Regions from separate parts of the Mus musculus genome. Here region 2 is linked to region 1. A link is a contact called in public HiChIP or PLAC-seq data. All regions are on one chromosome and are shown on one strand. Each heading gives the region's core, a stretch centred on a gene start, on an enhancer-like site or on the middle of the called end of the contact. The rest is flanking DNA. Distances are from core to core; before and after follow the strand shown. Region 1 overlaps Magi1 (membrane associated guanylate kinase, WW and PDZ domain containing 1). Region 2 has its middle 36 kb from the start of Slc25a26.

Region 1 (5,603 bases), core at 785-3,284:
TGCACCCCTGCCATGGGAGCACCTCTCTAAGGGCTCCTCTTACCCAGGAAGTCTTGGTGTGGCCTCGGTCCAGCCATTTAGTGACATCCACAATTCCTTCCATTTTTCCTGCATTTGAACCTTAACATCTTCATTTCGCTGTGTCTGAGGGTTGATGCTGCTGGCTTGGTTCTGCTCTCAAGCTAGAGAGAAGGGCTGGTGTTCTGCCCTGCCCTTGGGCTGTGCACTGCTGGTGGAGCATGCTCAGGGCCTGCCAGCAGCTGAGATGAAACCCAGGTTGCCATTTTTGTTGCCCCGCCCCTTTTGCAGAATTGCTGGGAGAGCCTTCCCTGAACTTCCCAAATTGGAGTTAAGGGGAGGGAGCTACAGGCTGGTGCAGGTAAGAAAGCCCCAGCAACCTAGTTCTTCACAGCTAAACCTCAAACTCTCTGCTTGAGGCTCTAAGAGAACACTGGCGTCTCCTGCAGGACCACAGGGATTGGGCCTGGGGTTCTTGTTCCCATACCCAGGGGTGTGGATAACCCCCGCCTTTTCTAATAAGAGTTTGTTGGCTGCTGTCTTCTTGTGTTGTTTGGAATTTTATTGTTAATGGGCCATCTTGGTTTCATTTACTTTTATTCATTCGAGAATGGGCTTCATTCTGAGTGATGGTAGTCTGTGCTTCTCCTGCTCCGAATATGCTACCAGTAAGATGTGACCCAGAGATGAATGAGGGTGTCCTTTCTCTCTTTTGTTTGTACAGCAGTAAAATACCTGTAAAAGCATTACTCAGCAAGCAGATGCAAATTCGAGTATTTATTCACCGCTATTCTCTGTAAGAGATTAGTCAGTCCCGTTAAGGAATACTCACAGAGTGTGTGTGTGTGTGTGTACATATACATGTGCACACATGCACACATGAGAGTGTACACATGACATTTTGCATTCTTTAGCACTCAATGAGAACAGCATTGGGAAAACAAAAATCACAAAGCATTGTTGTTTCGGAGTGGGATGGTCTTGGGGGTTCTTTTTGTGTGGTGAAAGTTTTCTTTTTCTGTTAATGATAGTGAACTTCAAACCCGGCAAGTGTCTTCTGACAACAAGCCTGTGCTGCCACTAAACGTGGTAATTACTGGAGCCCTGTGGGATCACGGGCATTTGGGAGTTTGGAGCATTCTTGGATATATAAATGCAAATTCATGAAGGGCCTTTAAGGAATGAAAACAGAAGAATTAGTCTATACAGAAATGTGCCTTGTTCCCAGGAACTGGGATCAGAGCCGTGGTATAGCTTGAACAGAAGTGGTTTGTGTAGGTAGGTAAGTGAATCTCACTCACCATTCTGGAGCTCAACAGACTTGTTTTCAATAGCAGGGAAACCCTCATCGCAGCTCTTTCTTTTCCACAGTGGTAGCAGCCAGCCAGCGAGAGAGTGTTTTTAATTGAAAATCACAGAACTTCACATCAGCCAACTCTCAATTACTTCCCAAGTGCAGCGTTTTGCCAGAGTTTCAAACAAAACTGTACAAGAAAAAGAAAAAGAATGTGGGATTCACAGAACCTAAAACATTGTAAAGACAGCTCTGCTATCAGCAGCCAACTCAGACAGCGAGCTCTCTCCTCAGCGTTTGCTGAGGGAGAACAGAAACTTAATTCATTGCTTTCTCAGAGCTTCCTTGTCTCCATTCTCATGGTTCCTCCTCTTTCCGTGGACCACCCTGGCTTGTTTGCACTTTTCTTTCTGTGGCCTCAGCTGTCTCGGTCTTGTCTGATGATGATTGCATTGGCTAGGGAGGAAATGCTTTCGTGTGTGCCTCTGTCATGCTCTTGAGCAAATGTAAAAGGAAAGTGTGTAACTTGAGGGCACAGGGCATAGGGCACCTTGGGGAAGGGGAGATACTCCCAGTGTGTTCATGCCTCGGATGCAATGCCGTCTGGTAGAGTTTTCTGGATCTGTCATTCCTTGCTTCTTGTACTCTCCGTTCTTACTTCCAGCATACACTTCAGACCAAGGCTGGGATCTTTGTCTTTATTGTGTATTTGAAAGAGATGGACTCTGATTGATCCACTGTGGTCAGAAGCCCCGCCCCATCTGTGGCTCAGGAAGTGAGTCCCCATGCTGTACAGGGGCCGCAAGCACAGCTGTTGTAATCATCGAAGGGGCAAGAAGTGGCTACTGAATTCAGTGCGCCATTGTTAGTTTTCTTTAAAATCATTCGTATTTATTTGTGTGTGGGCATGTGTGGAGATCAGAGGACAGCTTGTGGAAGTTTGTTCTCTAAGTCTGTTATGTGGGTCCTAGGAATGGAACTTAGGTTGTCAGGCCTGGTGGTAAGCGCCTTTACTCACCGAGCCGTGTTGCCAGCCCACACTGTGAGGTTTTTCTTTTTCCCTTTAAAACAAATCTCTGTAGGACCTTCTTTTAATGCCGGGGATCAAATAATAGTGAATTGTATGCACTAGGCAATTTTCTACTGCTGAGCTACGCCTCCAGTCCTTAGAAATCCTAACCCTTTCTTCTCCAATTTCGGGCTCATCGATCAAGTCAAGGGGCTGGAAGTATAGTTCAGAGATAGATGGAGTGCCTGCTTGTTAGGCTTAAAGACTCCAGCTCCCATCTCCAGCAACACAAAAAACTAAACCATAAGAAAAGATACCAAACCTAGTGTGGGACAGGCAGGTATTGGCAAAATAATTGTGTTAGGGTATTATTAGTGTGTGAGCAGGTACTGAATGCTGAGTCCCTTCCGTATCCTAGGTCCTGCTTCAGATTAGACAGGTAACATGTGATTCATGTCGTTTTCATCCACACCATTGTCACCTTCCCCAAATCACAATGGTGTGTTCTCTGCTGGATTCCCACCCGACTCCCACTGGAATGAGAGCTTATTTCGGTTTGGTTTTGACTCCCCCCCCCCCCCACCCGCTTGTTCTGGGTCCCACTTGCCCTGGCCTAAAGGTTCTTTATTTGTTTCTCATTATGGATGGTTGTGAGCCATCATGTGGTTGCTGGGATTTGAATTCATGACGTCTGGAAGAGCAGTTGGTGCTCTTGACCGCTGAGCCCTCTTGCCAGCTGGAGAGCTTATTTTGAAGGTTGGTCTTTGAGTCCCTGATTATATTTTTTTCTGTCCTAAGTGATGACATTTGAAAAAATAAATTCTTGGATTCAGGGAGGCCTGGTATAAGGAAAGATAAGATAGTGCTTGTGTCCATGAAATGACGTCCAAGGTCCAAGGACTGGGTATGAGGAAGCCATCACTTGCTCTAGAGACATGCCAAGAAGCAGAATTTGCCAGAAGGATAGAAAGTGCTTTATGTTTTTAGTTCAGGTAATTGGTTTCACTGGATAAATTATAATGTGAAAGCAAATCTGAAATTCTTTTAGAACTATAATTATTCTCTTTGATCTAAGCATGCAAGTGATTAGGATGTGAAAAATGTTTCTCAATGAGCAAGGTCTAAATTTCCTTGGATTTAAGGGTAGCCAGTTCACTTTGGACTTAATCAGGAGGTCTGTGGCATCTGGAAAATTTGTATTTCAGAGAGGGTTTGTTTTAATTTTCATTCCTTAATCTAATTTTAACTTTAATCTTCTTTTGAAAGTCTAATCCAAAATGTAAGTGAATTAGGTAAAGAATATTAGAAGCTATCAGAAATCTTTTTGGGGGTTTTGTTCTCCGCCCATGGGGACTTGATGCCTAGGGCTTGACCGTGAGTCTGTGGTCAAGAACAGCAAGAGGACAGGTGGCTGTTGTTCTCTCCTCTTCTGCCCATCTTGACTTCGTTCCTCTATTATTGACCTCTTTGGGTTTGTAACTGAGTCATATCAAAATAGTGACTATGGATGACATCTCTCTGACAGCATGGTGACATCTCTGCTATCTGTGAGCACCTCTGAAGTGACCTCAGGTTTTCATAAAGCTGACCTACCTTTCCTGCCATCCTGTGATCAATTTTTGGGTCACACCATATCTATCTATCTATCTATCTATCTATCTATCTATCTATCTATCTATCTATCTATCTATCTATCATCTATTTGGTTTTGAGACAGCATCTCACTATGTATCCCTGGCTAGCTTGGAACTCAGTACATTAACCAGACTGGTTTTGTACTTAGAAAGATCCATCTACTGCTGCTTCCCAAGTGCTGAGATTAAAGATCTTGCCAAGCCTACAGTAGAGTGGTCCTGTAGGTGTATGTTTTTAGTGAAAATTATTGAGCTTAGAGTGACTCTAGATTTCCCTTCATGTCTGAGGGTTTGTGAGGGCATTTTTCATGTTGGAAGGAGATCCATGTGTAAAATTCATTCTCTTGTTATTATTTTCATTAATTGTTCCACGTGTGTATATTTCAAAGCAGTAGGAGCTAAGAATCAAATTGTAGAAATGAATGATCTTTAAACTGTATATATGTATATAAATGTACGTGTAATTTTATACATGCATGCATGTGTACATCCGTAATATGGACATGTGTATTGACTTTTACAAATAAATGCCATCTTGGTGTGTTGTCATTTAAATTCTGTTACTGCTTTTCTCTAGATATTTTGAAACAGAACTTCCCTGAGACCCGCCCCCTTCCCACTTTTCTTTCTTTTCCTTCGTTCTCTCCAGTTGTCAATGGACTTTTATTTGAGAAGAATAAATATTTGATGTTAGAACATAGCTGAGGCCGGATTCTAGATCAACTCTTAGCAGAAACAGATAAGTAGAGAGAGTCTGTTTGAGCAGGGATTTTATAGAAAGAACCATCTGACCTACTGCCATATTAAACTCTGGCTTATGTTTTGTTTAAGGCATTATTCTTAAAAATTTTAAGGAGAAAGCTAATAATGAGTATATGCTGAGTTAAATAGTTGGGATTATGCTTTAAATTTATATTAGGGAACAAATAGCTATTTTCCTTGAAAATATTTTGCCTATAAGTAGCAATCCATGTAGCAGGATGTTGAAATACCTCATATTTTCCATTAATATTTGGATGCAAATAGTACAGGGTTATCATTAAACAGTTAGAAAGAAAAGACTTCTTCTCAGAAAAAGCCTGCTTATAATTTCCCTAAATTTGATGAGTGTTATCTTTCAGGAATATTAGTCTAGATGTACTTCATATGTGTATGTAAAATAAAAACCAGCATTGAAATTTATACATCATTTTTTCATTTTCACCTCCCACTAAATCATGAACATGTTGTATGTTTTAAAAAACACACATTATTTTATACTACCATTTTAAAGATTTGCTTGGCATTCCATCAGAGGGCTGGCTGTTCTCTCTGTGTAAGCATTGCTGAGTAGTAGCTCGGGTGTCTTTTAGTTTAAAGAACTCTTGAGATAAACTTCCTTGTTTCTGAATATCTGCCCACATGGCTAAGGGTTTTTTTTTTTTTTTTTTTTTGCTTCAGGCAAGTCCCCCACTGTGGAGTTGCTGATAACCAGGTTTAGATGATTTCCAGGCCCTTTTGTTTGTTTTCAGCTCCCATATGATCATGTTTTGCCTTCCTGATAACCTTCCTCCCAGTGCTGGACATGGTTGTACTTTTGATGTTGCGATCTCTGTTGATGTAGAGATAGCCTGATGGCTTCAATTTGGTTTTGGTTGCCAGTTTCTTT
Region 2 (5,603 bases), core at 1,216-3,715, 300 kb before region 1:
CATGCCACAGAGGCCAGGAAATCTGCCAACAGGCCCTCCTTCCCCTCCCCCTCCCTCTCCTCCTCCCCCTCCCTCTCCTCCTCCTCCTTCTCCTCTCTCTCTCTCTATCTCTCTCTCTCTCTCTTTCTCTCTCTCTCTTTCTCTCTCTCTCTCCCTCTCTCTCTCTCTGCTTCAGAGAAGCACAAAACAGCTCCCCACACAGCAGCTAAGAGCTGATCTTCCAAAATGATTCCCAGCACAAATGGTGGCTGACTCTAGTCTCAGAGGACCCAACGCCCTCTTCTGGCCTCGTCTGGTACTGCACACATGCAATGCAGAGATGTACATGAAGGCAAAACACCCATACACATAAAATACAAATAAAAATTTAAATCTAAACAAAGTTAAGGTGCATTCTTAGTAAACATATATAGGTATAACTATTCATAAGCCATACTTTTAACTGAGTCTTGTTTCTTAAAATCAGTGAATTCACAAAATATGCAAATATCTTTTGATGACAATATGTGTATATTTGTGTTTGCCACCTCAAAATGTTAATGGATAGGAAATAATGCTTTGTGAAAAATAACTGACATGTTCTTGAACTCTCCATCCTCTAGGTGTCACTTATGTCTACAGAAAAAGAAAAAAGAAATAGCAATCGCTCCCATATGAGACAATAGTTAAAGTAAAGAGTTTATTATACTGGGTACAACAGAATTTCTAATGATTTTCTATTGATTTTTAAAGTTATTGCAGCTCGTCTACAAGATAAATTTAATTTCTTATTTACTGGTAGTTAATTATTCTTTATAGCTAAGTTTTAAAACTTTAGGTTATCATTTCATCATCTGTTGTATATATACAAGATAACCAATTATATATTTGGCCCCCCCCCCACATCTTATCTAGGCACACGCCCTCATACCTGAAGGCCCTTGCTAAGTCTCCTCACAGAAGATGAACTTTATAATAAATAGATTCTGACACTTTCGTATGGAGACAGCTTGCAGTTCCCACCACCCTGAGTTCTCCTTCCATTCAGCTAGCGATCCACGCAACAGCACCCACAGGTGAGCTCCTGGGAATCTGACCCTGGGCCTGGCAAAAGCCATTCAGTCAAGTATACAGGAACTGCGGGACTCACCTGGCCAAACTGCCACTGCCCCCCACCCCCTTGAAAAGGTAAAACAACATGAGGCAAATTCTTTTTTTTTTAAATTATTTTATTTTAAATTACATGTATATGTGTTCGTCTGAGTGTGGGTGCGTGTACATATGTGTTCAGGTACCCGTGGATTCTAGGAGAGAGCACTGGATCCCCTGGAGCTGGGTTTACAGGCAGCTGTGTGTGGATACTGAGAAACAAACTAAGAAGAGCAGCACTCCCTCTTAGCCTTAACCACTGAGCTGTCTGCCCAGCCCCAGGGAGACACATTCCTACCACACACAAGCTGAATGATTTTAAGGTTCTCCAGACAACTGCCTCTTACTTCTAGAGAACTGATTGACTACTCAGTGAAAGACACTAATTTTCAATATGTTTGGTTTTGGTTTTTGAGACAAGCCTTACTGTTTGGTGCCCTGGAACTCACTCTGTAGACAAGGCTGGCCTTAGACTCAGAGATCTTCCTGCTTCTGTTTCCCCCGTGCTGGGATCAAAGGTGTGCACACTAATTCTCAGCTAGACAGACTATTAATGTAGCTGTGAGTAGTGCCAGATCTAAGCTGCAGAAATACAGCTCTCTGAGCAGGGCACTATACTGAGAACTTTGTATGTTTGCCTTGTTTTTTGAGACAAGGTCTCACTTAGCCCAGGCTGGCATAGTAGAGCCTGCTCTACAGTAGAAGATCTTGAAGCCCTGCCTTCACACACTGGGATTACAGATGTGCACCTTCATGCCTGCCTCCTTCTCAATGTTTACATTTTTCTGTGCACATGACTAAATTCCTACAAATATTGCATAGTAATAAGCCTTTACCACTATATGGATAAGGAATAAATGATTTGCCTTACAGGTAAGACAACTGTTATTTTATTCATGAGCATCTCCTTTTGTCACCAAACCACTGTTATTTCTTCCTGCCAAATCCTCAACTGCTCTTTTAGCTATATCCCAATTTTTTATTTTTCGTATTCTAACATTACACAGCAAAGCTTAACTAAGTACCAGCAGGTGGAGACACTGAGCACGCATGCACATCCCAAGGGCCTGGACAGGCACAAAAGCACTTATTTAAAGGAACGGGGTGGGAGGGAATCCAGCTTTTTGAGGAAGCTGAGATCCTTCTTCTTTGGGAGGAAGGAGAGGAATGCAACAGATCTCCAGCTAATCCCCGATTCACCGCAAGCCGCCGCAGCAGGCATCCTCAAGGCTGCCAGAAGCCCCATACAGATCACAGAGAACAACAGTTTGGCAGCAAAGTACCTGGAATAGTCTCTGCACACTCAAGGGTCCAGCTGGGCTCTTTTCTGCAAAGCACACATGACGGGGTCTAGGGATTGTAGTGCGTTTCCTAGCAACAGCAGGACTGTACTCTCTGATACTGTGGAGGAGGTGCAAGCAGTCGCCTTAAGAATGGCACCCCTGCACGCTGGCCAGGGTCTTTTGAGGAGCAGTGAGAGGGTAACACACATACACACACAATTGCAAATGTTTTAGGGTGCATTAAACTTGCAAGCCATTACTAGGTCACTGGCTAAAAGGTGTAGTTAAATGGGTAGGTAGATGTATTGCAATGTTGTCCAGCTCCAAGGCAGCAAAGAGGCAGGAAAGAGAAGCCCCAGGTAGATCCCAGAGGGTTCAGCTGCCTGCTCCTTCAGAAAAGGAAGTCTCCCACGTACAGCTTGAGAGTCCCAGAAACAGACAGGAAAACTGAAGGTACAGCTTGGTGACAGGGGAATCAAGAGGTTCTGCAAGCTCCCTTACTTCTGTCTCAGATTGAGGGCTGCAGAGGATGATAACCCTAAGCTTCTGTGTCAAAATATCCAACAGTGGTTATAGTCAAGTGGACGTCCGCATCATTAGAGGGACTAGTGGGAACTTCCCCGATTTCCACAAAGCCAAGCCACCCCTTCCACTCTATAGTCAGATTAGCTTAGCTCTCCCGGGAAGAGAAAAGGCAGTGACCCCTGGGAACTAACACCCAACAAACATAAAAGGCATTGTATGAAGCCCATTGGCTGGCAGTTAGAAGTCATAGACTTCTTCCTTCTCATTGGCGGCCCACTGTGGAGCTTTATCAAGACTCTGCCTGGCAAGTAGGGCATGCTTTGGGTCACACTTGTGGCATGGAGATTTAAAATTAGGCTGCCAGTGTCCATCCGATGTTTATCTCTGCCTGATGCTGACAACTTGAAGAATTTTTGTTCAGCTCCCACTTTCCAGTGTTTTGGCATCATTACTCAGATATTCCTGAGATCTAAGTATCATCTCAAACCAAATTAGGGACAATTTACTTACTGCCCATTAACAGTGGATTGATTCTGCAAGCCTTGTGGATGTGATCATAGGAGTGTCTATCTAGATTAAGATTGCTGTCTCAGCACAGTGGTAAAGATTTTCATTTTTCGTGCAATGTATAAGTTTTGTTTTGTTGTTGTTGTTGTTGTTGTTGTTGTTGTTGTTTTTAAGATTGGACCCAGCTTTGTGTTGGAATGTGCTCAGCTTGGTCTACTATGCTGTGACGATTACTATGGATTGTCAATTTGACAGGATTGAGCATTGCTGAAGGGAGCATCCTCTGACCATGTCTTTGAGGGATTTTCTACCTTAGGTTAGTTGAGGTGGGACCATTTACCCTAAATACGGTGGCGCTAGTTCATCGGCCAGGGTCCCCATTGGGGCTGAGTGAAAGGGACAGTCAACTGAGCATCTACTTTTCCTTCCTCTGCTTTCCGACTCTGGGAGCAATGTGACCAACTGCCTTGTGCGCCCACCACCGTGCTTCCCTGCCATTCTGTACTAACTTCAAGCCAGGAAACCAAATAAGCCCTCGCTTGGGTTGCTTTTATCAGAGCAATGTATGAAAGAGCTAATATCTACTAAACAAATAAAAATAAAACACACGTAAAATTCCTCTCCCACCCCGTCCTGTGAGCTGTCAGTGCCTGTGAAGATGATGGTGTTAGTCTTCTCAATTGACCTCATTTGCTGGATGTTATCTGTATTTTGAGGGTGAGCTACCTGTGGCGGCATCTTAAATTTTGAACAAGAACATTTAGGTCAAGGTTATCAAAGGGACTTCCTAATGCGATGGCTGGAGATCTGCAGGAGGCATCCGCCTTGGTGACAAAAGGGAATGTCCATTGACTGTTGTGCTACCAGCCAAAATCATGAGTCATTTTACACAAAAGGTCTCCATTCTGCCAGACCTGACAATGGCGCACACCTTTAAATCCCAGCTCTAGGGAAGCAGAAGCAGGTGGATTGCTGTGAGTTTGAGGCCACCTAGATCTACACAGCAAATTCTAGGACAGCTACTTAATGAGATGCTATCTTAAAAAAAAAGAATAGAAAAGAAAAGAAAAGAAAAGTCCCATTCTAATTTATATATATATAGTAAAGGATATATTCTCTTTGCATGCATTAAGGCATATATAAATATATAAACATAAGTAACAATATAAACTACAATGTTAACATATAGTTGTTAGTATACTTAGTAAAACAGTATATGTCATGTTACATTAATGGACTACACAGCTTTAAAAATGCTTAAACAGAAGGTCAGACATTATATCAGTAATCCTGTACTGAGAAAAAAAAATATGTCAACCACTATCTCTAATTCTTTTCCTAGAGGACAGGAAGTTTCAAACTGCCCAGCTATGTTTTTATGAGCATTCATCTTATTAATTAAAAGCTCTGAAAAGGTCAATCCAAATGCATATGCATTATGAGCCAGAGAGATTTACATATTTTGTTAATTCGTTGGCATTTTAAGAATAAAGAATAGATTAAGATTGTGTTTAGTTGCTTCTTTTCTGTGAGAATGTGCCTTTGATATGTGATTTGTTTAGCTGTATGTTGTTTGTCTCTGAGCAAAGCTTTAAAAGCCAGGTGTGACCTGAGCTCAGTGATACTGTACAATTTCTTCTCATTACTGCTTCTTAGCTTCACTCTTTTGTGCTCTACTGGTTCAGCCTGGTTCTTGCAAGAGAACAGCATCAACTGGCTGGCTTCAACAACTGGCATTTGTCATTTATCGTTCTGGAGACTGGGAAGCCCAAGATCAAGGTCCCAGCAGAACTAGCATCCTTGTTTACTGATGACTTAAATGGTAGAGACCAGAGAGGGGAAGCAAGCATTCTGCCTCCTCTTAGAAGTTCTCTAGTCCCATTCATTCCTACAGGCCCTGTCATCAGATTATAGGTTAGGACTCTAATATAAGACTGGGAGATGTGAATAGTCCAACCCTGAAGGAAGACTAAGCCCTTTAGATGGGCACATGCTGTTCTTACATTCATCTTACTTCGCTTCAAGAAGCAATAAGGAATTTTGTGTTGTTGTTGTTGTTGTTGTTGATGGTGATGATGATGATGATGTTGTTGTTGTTGTTGACATATGAGACAGGCTCTCTCTATATGCAGTTCTGAATGTTCTGGATCTCACTGTGTA

The links. HiChIP or PLAC-seq counts read pairs in DNA pulled down with a chosen protein or histone mark.
Region 2: a contact with region 1 is called in an H3K4me3 HiChIP or PLAC-seq map of embryonic basal ganglia, with 3 times the contacts expected there. The contact joins two enhancer-like sites. A contact is called at or near these places in 1 of 15 datasets of contacts at CTCF or cohesin (the NIH/3T3 cell line), 5 of 484 Hi-C or Micro-C datasets (the AML12 cell line, the HL-1 cell line, cerebellar granule neurons and 2 more), 3 of 115 datasets of contacts at active chromatin or transcription factors (craniofacial prominence, embryonic basal ganglia and pancreatic cancer cells) and 1 of 9 other capture datasets (embryonic stem cells).

What each region holds. Positions count from the first base shown.
Region 1 is chr6:94,159,577-94,165,179 of GRCm38.p6, reverse strand. All of the region lies in intron 1 of Magi1 (membrane associated guanylate kinase, WW and PDZ domain containing 1), which reads left to right. All of the region lies in intron 1 of 4930511A08Rik (RIKEN cDNA 4930511A08 gene), which reads left to right. Among named protein-coding and RNA genes, the nearest start is that of Gm52867, 65 kb to the left of the region's middle. Within about 2 kb of position 2,034, at least 61 of the 459 cell types and tissues checked have an H3K27ac peak or open chromatin away from gene starts, as enhancers often do. A contact at or near this core is called in embryonic basal ganglia, where this site is marked.
Region 2 is chr6:94,461,388-94,466,990 of GRCm38.p6, reverse strand. No RefSeq gene overlaps it. Among named protein-coding and RNA genes, the nearest start is that of Slc25a26, 36 kb to the left of the region's middle. Within about 2 kb of position 2,465, at least 45 of the 459 cell types and tissues checked have an H3K27ac peak or open chromatin away from gene starts, as enhancers often do. A contact at or near this core is called in embryonic basal ganglia, where this site is marked.